2 separate regions of the Ovis aries genome follow, and region 1 is linked to region 2. The links are chromatin contacts, called in public Hi-C maps. All regions are on one chromosome and are shown on one strand. The core of a region is the stretch at or near the end of the contact, and the rest is flanking DNA. Distances in the headings are between cores, read along the strand shown. Region 1 holds the start of KIF1B (kinesin family member 1B). Region 2 overlaps KIF1B (kinesin family member 1B).

Region 1 (4,392 bases), core at 1,047-3,546, 64 kb after region 2:
CATTTAACCACCATTCTTCAGATTTTGCTTACTAATAAAATAAATGTAAAAACTTACATCTAAGAAATATTTCTTAATTGGGGCATGGAATTTAAAAACAAGACATTCTGTATTTCTCTCATTATTAATAAGATGCAAAAAACACTAGTTTCTGTTGAAGTCATTTTTTTTAAAATTTCAACCAAGTTTCAAAAGAAAAGCTTAATGATAAAAATAAAAAATAAAGTGTTAAGACTTTTCTTAGAAAACCTTACCTGAAAATGTTTAAGTAGTTCCACTTAAGTGACAGGAATTTATTCATTAAGAAAGGGAGTTTGAATGAAAGCAACAGAACAAAAAAGGTGGGTATGCCATTCTCCAGAACCTGTCCACACCTAGTATGTAGGAAAAGACAGATCTATAGGCTCACACTAAATTCAGTTGTTGCTCCTATCCAGATCTTTTTTTTACAACGCTAACATGTGTGCACTCTTCATATTCCATCCTTAAGTGGTACCTTACCCATTTCACTTGCCTCATAATCCAACAGCCATACCAAGTTAATTAGAAAGCATCACCTCACTTCTTAGAGAACACAAGCTAAGATTTTACTATGACTAAGCTAAGCTGACAAAATGCCAGCCTTTAAATAAAATATCCACCATGATATCACCTCTTAAGAGCTATCTGAATCCAGCCACTACACTTTCAGGGGGCTGGGAAAGACCCATTTAAGACACAAAGCAACATGTTCAGTATCACCACAACAGCTGCCTAGAACAGTAAAGAGATATGTGAGCAAGGGATCTGTTGACAATCTAATTTCAGTCACCTCGAGATTCCACAAACATGACAACCTGCTTCCTCAAAAATACTGCTGCAACCCTCTCCCATCATTAGAATATTCCAGTTGACTTCACCTGTGCATATTGAGTTACTCTGAAAATCTATCCATCCGGCGTCGCAATGTACTATTGATAATTCCAGGCCTCCACCCTGGTAAACTGGCCTTAGCAATCCTCAGATCTGCTTCTGTACGAGTGAGGCATCACCATCCCTCTGTGTCCATAGCCCTGATCATAGACGATGAACACAGAAATGCATCATTTCACCCCAAAGAGAATGCAATCTTGAAGGCAGTTTGCCTTGGAAGCTCAATTAGCGATTCACCAAGGAGGAAAAAAAAGTGATTTCGGAGTTCCATTCTGGTTTTAGGGCCCGGAATGTTTTGTGTTGCATGAACAATGACTAGCTCGCTGGAGCAGCCTCCCAACCCCCACAGCTTGGCTTCGGTGTGGCCAGTCACCCTGAAAGCTGCCAGGGCTGCCACTCGGTGCCTTCCAGCAACGGGACTTGGCTCCTAAAGGATTTGTCAGATCATCCTCCCAATATGGCTGCCAGAGTAAACCCAGGCTGCCGACCGCCGAGACCACACCAGCCCCCGCCACGGATGGCCAGCATCCAGCGAGCCCCCTCCCTTCCCACCGCGCTTCTCTCCAGTCCTTGCGACAGCGGCTCCCCCCTCCCACTCGATGCCCGCGCCTGCCTTCATCTGGCAAAAGGGCACAACCACATTCCTAGCCGAAGCCTCGATGCCAACCCTAACGGGGGAGAGGGGATGGGGGTAAATGAGAAGGGTGGCTTCAGCACGGAGCAGAGAGAGCCATAATGTGCGCAGAGAGCCCGGGTAACCGAGGGGCAGCGGCGGCTCGGCTGACCGCCGGGGACAGCCGGAACCTGGCGGCTCAGGGGAGGCGGAGAGCTGGTGCGGGCCACTGCGGGGGACCCGGCAGGCCGCTGGCCCAAGCCCGGGGCTCGCTGCTGGCCCGAGGACTGTCCCCCACTCGCGAGGCCGAGACTCCCCCACCCCGCCCCGCCCCACTCGGTGCCCCGCTGGGGCAGCGCCCTCAGTGTTCGCGGCTCCGGCCCGGCCCGGAGCTTCCCCGGCTCGGACCCCGCCAGACCCCGGCCTGGCCGCCCCTCCCCCCGGGCGGTCCCATTCTCAGGCTGGCGGCGCAGCGCCAACCGCCGCCCGCCTTACCTCAGCCGCGCTGCGGACAGACTGACAGGCGGGCGGGAGGGCCGGGTCAGCAAGAGCCGCGGCTCGCGGGGGCGCGGGGAACCCGGCACCGACGTTCCTTAGCGCGAGCAGCGGCCGCCGAGAGCCGCAGGGCGCCGCTCGGCAGCCCCATCACACAGCTGGCCAGCCCGGCATCAAGGGCCACGGAGGGCGGGAGTCCAGGAGACCCGGGCGCGGCAACCGGCGAAGAGCGGCTCAGCCCCGCGCTGGCACCTCCCAGGACCGCCGCCGTCAGACTGCTCAGCGTCCGTCCTCTCCAAGCTCCGCCTGCTGCCGCCGTCCTAGGACACCGCCCGAAGCCCGGCTGCCGTGCGTCACCTCGGTCCGCCTTGGCGCCCGCGACTGACGCGGGCAGCGACCAATCGGGGTGCAGAGCTCCGAGCGGCCGGCCAATCGCAGGGGGAGCTGGTGAAGGGGCGGTGAGAGAGGCGGAGACGGCTGGGCGCCCCCTGGTGGCTCAGAAGCCGGAGCTGGTGTGTGGGGGTGCGGGGTGGGGGAAGGCGGCGCCCAGAGTCCCCTACCGGGTGACCCCCGAAGGGCGTTAGCCGGCAGCAGCCGCTCCGGGCTAACCCGGTGATCCGCCTTGTAAGGGGACAAAGCAAGGCTAAGTGGGGCGGGGCGGGACTGTGGGGACCCGACGCCTGCGGAGGGGCAGAAACGAATGTGGGAGGCAGCCGAGTGTGGAGTCATTGTCCGTTTGGAAAACATCTCACCACGCTGAAGCCGCGAAACACTGCGCAGTCGGAGCTGAAACACGCAAAAGGATGAGTGTACTATCCCGCAGAAAGCTTACCGGCCTATTCTTAGCGAGCCCGAGCACAACACCTCCCACACGCCACCTTGGGAAAAAAGGCGGAATGAGTAATGGAAAAGCATGACTTAGTGGGCATTCAACTTGTCTCCTTGGGAGACCGAGTAAGGGCCGTGAGTAAACGAACAAAATGCTTTGTATCGCCCCGGAGTTAACCAACCGAGGTCCCCCCTGGGAGATTCCCTTAAAGGAGGGTTATTGGAATTCAGAAACCGGAGAACACACGCGCTCTGCTAGCTATTTTTAAAAATCAGATTTAGATTCAGGTCTAAAGAAAAGTACACAGCTGTTCACGTGAGGTACAATTCTGTACTTAATAAAATATTAATTCTACAGTAATATGGGTAATTATCATGCCAGGCATCACTATTTTACAAGGTTATGATATACTTTTTCATTTACTAGCAGAAATTTAAAATAAAATCTGATTCCTCCCCCCACCCCTCCGCTGAATTCAATACAGAATTGGATGTTAAAAAGCCTCTGTATAAGCAGAGACGCTAAAACATCAGAATTAAATTTCTACACTAAGGGTTTCAGAAGATTTGCACCACCGCTAAACTCCTCCATACTCGCCATCCAGCCAACAGCTATTGAACCTTTCATATACAATGTAAACTCCACCTATCCACAGAAGGATTTGACATAGCTTACACTGAACCACACAAGCAATAAAACTGTATAGCATTAAAGTAGGAGTAAAGTTAATTTTTTTTAAGTAATAAAGTCTGTATAGGGGAAAGGGCTGTCTGAAAAAGGGGAATGCATAGAAAGAAAAATAATATTTAAAAATACAGTCAAGGGAATGTGCCACCACTGAGCACAAAACCCACCTGGTAGCTTCCTGAAGGCCATGACAAAAATAGAATTACAATGAGTTAATAGAAGTTCATGGATTCATTAGTAGACACCAACCTTTTCCTTAGAAAAAGAAAATCTCTTAAGTCAAAGATCTCTCTTGGTAAATGACACATTGTGCTTGAAAACATGTGGGTTATTTTCAAATATCTTTTGATACTGATTTCTAACATAATTCCACAGTGACAAGAGAATAGACACTGTATGATTTAAACAGCTTTCTAGCCCATGAAATTTTTTCATCTTATGTTATGTCCCTGGATATGTTCCAGCGTCTCCTGGTTTATAGTCTTTGGGAACTTGAGTCGAACATGTATCCTGCTGTCGTGTGAAACTTGTATAAATCTTAATTTTGTTAAATTGGTTCATAGCACTTTCCAGACTTGGTATAGCCTTCTTTTCTATTTATTAATTTTTGAGAGTTTGATATTGAAATACCAACTAAAACTCTTAATTTATCTACTTAAAAAATATCAGAATATATAGTGGAACTATATGTAACTTTGTTCTGTATTTTCCAAGTTTCCTGTAAATGTGTTATACTTTCATAATTAAAAAAATAAAAGCTCTTTGCATAAGTACTCAGGTAAGCACCATGGAGAGTTACAAAAACCTGGATGGTAGTATTGTTTGAGCTCTCAATGGAGTTCAAATCAAAAAGAAT
Region 2 (4,447 bases), core at 1,139-3,638:
GCTTCCCTGTCCTTCACCATCTCTTGGAGCTTGCTCAAACTCATGTCCATTGAGTCGGTGATGCCTTCCAACCATCTTTCTTCTGTCATCCCCTTCTCCTCCTGCCTTCAATCTTTCCCAGCATCAGGGTCTTTTCCAGTGAGTTGGCTCTTCACATCAGGTGGTTAAAGTGCTGGAGCTTCAACTTCACTACAGCCCTTCAAATGAATATTCAGGGTTGATTTCCTTTAGCATTGACTGGTCTGATCTCCTTGCAGTCCAAGGGACTCTTCTCCAACAACACAGTTAAAAAACATCAATTCTTCAGCGCTCAGCCTTCTTTATGGCTCAACTCTCACATCCATACATGATTACTGAAAAAACCATAGCTTTGACTATACAGACCTTGGTCGGCAAAGTAATGTCTCTGCTTTTTAATATGCTGTTTAGGTTCATCATAACTTTTCTTCCAAGAAGCAAGCGTCTTTTAATTTCATGGCAGCAATCATCATCTGCAGTGATTTTGGAATCCAAGAAAATAAACTCTCTCACTGTTTCCACTGTTTTCCCATCTATTTGTCATGAAGTGATAGAACTAGATGCCATGATCTTAAGGTTGTATGAATGTTGAGTTTTAAGCCAGCTTTTTCACCCTTCTCTTTCACCATCATAAAGCAGATGAAGTTCTTTCTTAGCTTCTGCCATAAGGGTGGTGCCATCTGCATAACTGAGGTTATTGATATTTCTCCCAGCAATCTTGATTCCAGCTTGCGCTTCATCCAGCCCAGCATTTCACATGATGTACTGACTCTAAATATAAGTTAAATAAGCAGGGTGACAATATACAGCCTTGACGTACTCCTTTCCCAATTTTGAACCAGTCTGTTGTTCCATGACTGGTTCTAACTGTTATTTCTTGACCTGCATACAGGTTTCTCAGGAGGCAGGTAACATGGTCTGGTATTCCCATCTCTTTGAGAATTTTCCCCAGTTTGCTGTGATCTGCATAGTCAAAGGCTTTAGCATAGTCAGTGAAGCAGTAGATGTTTTTCTGGAATTCTCTTGCCTTTTCTATGATCTAACAGATGTTGACAATTTGATCTCTGGTTCCTCTGCCTTTTCTAAATCCAGCTTGAACATCTGGAAGTTCTCAGCTCACATAAAGCTGAGCTTGAAGCCTAGCTTGAAGGATTTTGAGCATTACCTGCTAGAAGTGAAGTGAGCACAATTGTACGGTAGACTGAACATTGCCCATTCTGGCAAATGTAATGTAGTTAATGTAGATGACTACTAATATAATTAATGTAGAATTGTAGAAGAGTAGAACAGTTAATGTAGAGAAGTATTAATACCTACATAGAAAGAAACTATGAAGATTTACTACGATAACACCTTAAGGCACCTGGCACTTGGTGTTCTGGAATGAGGAAGAGAGCATGGTAAAAGCCCAGAGTAAAGACTGGAAGCAACTTATGTTGCTTTTGAGTCCTTATGTTTATGGAAGCAACTGCAAAAGCAAAGGAGTCCAGGAGCCGGAAGAAACAGAGGAGGGCATGATGAGGAGGAGGGTGATGATAATGGCGGCGGCGGAGGAGCAACAACGAACAAAGAACAAAACTTAAAACGCTCAGAAAAGGCCTGGGCATCAGGGAGGTGGACAGAAAGGGGGCCATGTAGCAGGTACTCAGAAATGAGTCTGTTACAAAGTGCAAGAAGCTACAGCCAGCCTACAGTGGAAGGCAGGAGGGCAGAGATAAAAATCATCTGAACTGGCTCTCATTAATCCCCTGAACACACTCAGGGGATGACGGCATCCCTACAGTCCTCCAACAGGAATGAACAATCTGCAGTGCAAAGGCCACTCCACAGCCAAGTGAGGAACCACAAGCCACCAGAGAGGGGCAGCAGCCAAGAAAGGCACACAATTCAGAAAGAGGACGGGCAGGAAAGGAAGGGTACCGAGTACCAAGTGGTCAATGGCCTCTCTAACTCACCATCAAAGTTATTCAATAGCTCAAACAGGGTAGCATTAATGCTTCTGCAAATGACTGTCAAAGGGCAAGTACAATACAAGCAGGCCTCATAACCTGTAAGAGTCTCAGGCTTACTAAAGAGAGTTGGATAGAAACCTTCACGTTAAGTGGCAACTTCAAAAACAAAGGCACAGGATAACACAATGCCCAAACCACAGCACTTGCACTAGGGCTTATTTTATATACTGTGGTCCACAAGCCATACTGATGTCAGTTATAAAATACAAACTGATCCATGAGATGCTTGAAATACATATTTTTTCGATTGGTTATTTTTAGAGAAGGTGTATGTCAGAGCTGAGGTTTATCTGGCTCTGTCAAAGCTACTCTTCTGATATTTTGGGGCAACTGTAAACTAATCCCAAGGAAGCAATACTGTCTAGGAATCCTCTTACCATCTTGCTGCCAACTCTGGTGTGACCTCTCTAATTTTATTCACTACCTAGAGGGTAAGTCAGAATATGACCTCCTTGTAGAAAAGAGATTTAAGGAGTAAGCTGAGGAAGGTACTACCTTCATTCTTTCATTATAGCTTCAAGCTGCAACTTTTATGTTGTCTAGAAAGTTTTTTTTTTTAACTCTGAGGAAACAATGTTGAGTGTCATTTAGCAAAACTTCAGCCCTGGAAAAAGTCACTTATTTCAGAGACATTCTAGAAACACAGAGAAACTAAGTGACTATCCTCAGGCCACATTTCTTACAGAGCCAGGTCTATGGCTGTGTTTCCTGTGTGTTCTTCTTCCAACTAAGGCAGAATCCACAGGCTTTAAATAGGATAGTCTATGAGATAGCTCACCATAAATTAAGAAAGCATGAGAAATATTATTTCTTCAAGGCTAAATGTCAAACTTAGTATAAATGAAACAAAGATGCCAATAGGACAGTAGCTTTCAGTCTGAGTCACCAATTAACTCTGCGGGCAGGCATGGCACATGGGGGTCCAGCACTGCCTATAACTTATTCTAGAAGTTGAATTTAAGATTAAACTGAATTGGAATTCATGCTTTAGAAATGAGGAGTTAAGGAGACACTCTTCAAAGGTCTTCTTTCCTACAGGTACTGTACATTAAAAAATCCTGGAAAAACAGAGTGACATCAGGATCATTTTTTAAGCTCGCAGGCATGCTGGGCTCAGGCATCTTTTACCTTTGATCTCACATCATGTCTGTCTGGCTACCTGTATAGCACTGGCTATTAAGTCAGTTCATAATGCTGAACACAAATAAATCATCATGATCAGTTAAGATGGCAGACAAGTCCACAGAACAAGTCAGAAACATTTCCCCAGAAAAAAAAAATTATAGTTTAGATTGAGATATTTAAATAGTTAAATGCTTACTACGCGGAACATTCCTTGAAGCCATCAGAGAAGTTTTACTGTACTGAATGCAGCCGGCTTCGTGAGTGAGCAGCTCCAAGTGTGGGGCCCTCAGGCTGCCAAGCACAGCATTTACCCTTGCGTGCTTCTGTAATGGATATCTGTGGATATTTATAGTCTAAAAGCCTGAGCAATGGCACTCAGAGTGCTGACACTGATGCCAGACTAATAAACACCAGAGGCACCACCTAGTAGCCATTGCTACATATTGAAAACCTTCTTAAGTCGGAATCCACATCAAGGATACAACATGTCGACTCACTTTGAGGTGCAACTAAAAACAGAAAGCAGTTACATGTTACTCTCTTTGCCAGAGATGTGCAGAGGGCCCAGGGTATTTATGATGGATAACCTGGGTCTCTTCCACATGGAAACAGAATATTCAATGAATGAAGCAATAGTGATGCCCTGTGTAAAAGTATTCTACCAACTGACCCTTTTTTTAAAAAGTCAAAAGTAAAGAGAAACAAAGGGACATAAAACGTTAGGAAAATGAATGACCCTCCTGCATTAATGTTTTCCATTACAGTATTTTTCTCCTACAGTGTCATGTCTTAGGAATGCCATTCCTTCACATTCAGAACAATGAAATAGTCTCCAAAATGAGAAATCTGCAAGCATTTCTATCGTACAACCACTGCCTTGCCCTGTGAACACAGGATGTCATCTGCCTGCAGCATTAAAATGCATGTCTGCTGACATGGATTTCTCACCATTCACAAACTAGGAGCAGAACTAAGGTGCTTACATTACTACCATGCTGCATTAAAAAACAAGACTGAATGCAAAATCATAAAGAAACTATTTTCTAAAGCTAGTGAAAAAAGGAAATGTCACTTAGATTGGCTTAAAGGAGAATTAAAACACAGAAACTTATTTCTGCTAAAAGCAATAAAACAGTTTTGTTTTGGGTGGGAAGTAGGGAGGCTGGGGAGAGGGTTCCTTGAATAAAGGCAGCGTTATTCCCTGGAAACTATCTGGAAGATACTGGGCGATCTAACACTTAAAGCATCTGGTCCACATCTTGACTCCTACCTAATATTCAACGTTATTTTCA

Evidence for each region. A called contact is a pair of places that touch in the nucleus more often than the background predicts.
Region 1: a contact with region 2 is called in a Hi-C map of muscle, with 6 times the contacts expected there. The contact joins the promoter of KIF1B here to the enhancer-like site in region 2. A contact is called at or near these places in 4 of 16 Hi-C or Micro-C datasets (liver, muscle, retroperitoneal adipose tissue and 1 more).

What each region holds. Positions count from the first base shown.
Region 1 is chr12:42,604,028-42,608,419 of ARS-UI_Ramb_v3.0, forward strand. It overlaps KIF1B (kinesin family member 1B), which reads right to left and starts at 2,297. Exons shown (of 47, transcript XM_060396494.1): 1 at 2,021-2,297.
Region 2 is chr12:42,539,688-42,544,134 of ARS-UI_Ramb_v3.0, forward strand. The region is part of intron 14 of KIF1B (kinesin family member 1B); the gene reads right to left. Among named protein-coding and RNA genes, the nearest start is that of KIF1B, 64 kb to the right of the region's middle. Within about 2 kb of position 2,389, at least 4 of the 54 cell types and tissues checked have an H3K27ac peak or open chromatin away from gene starts, as enhancers often do. A contact at or near this core is called in muscle, where this site is marked.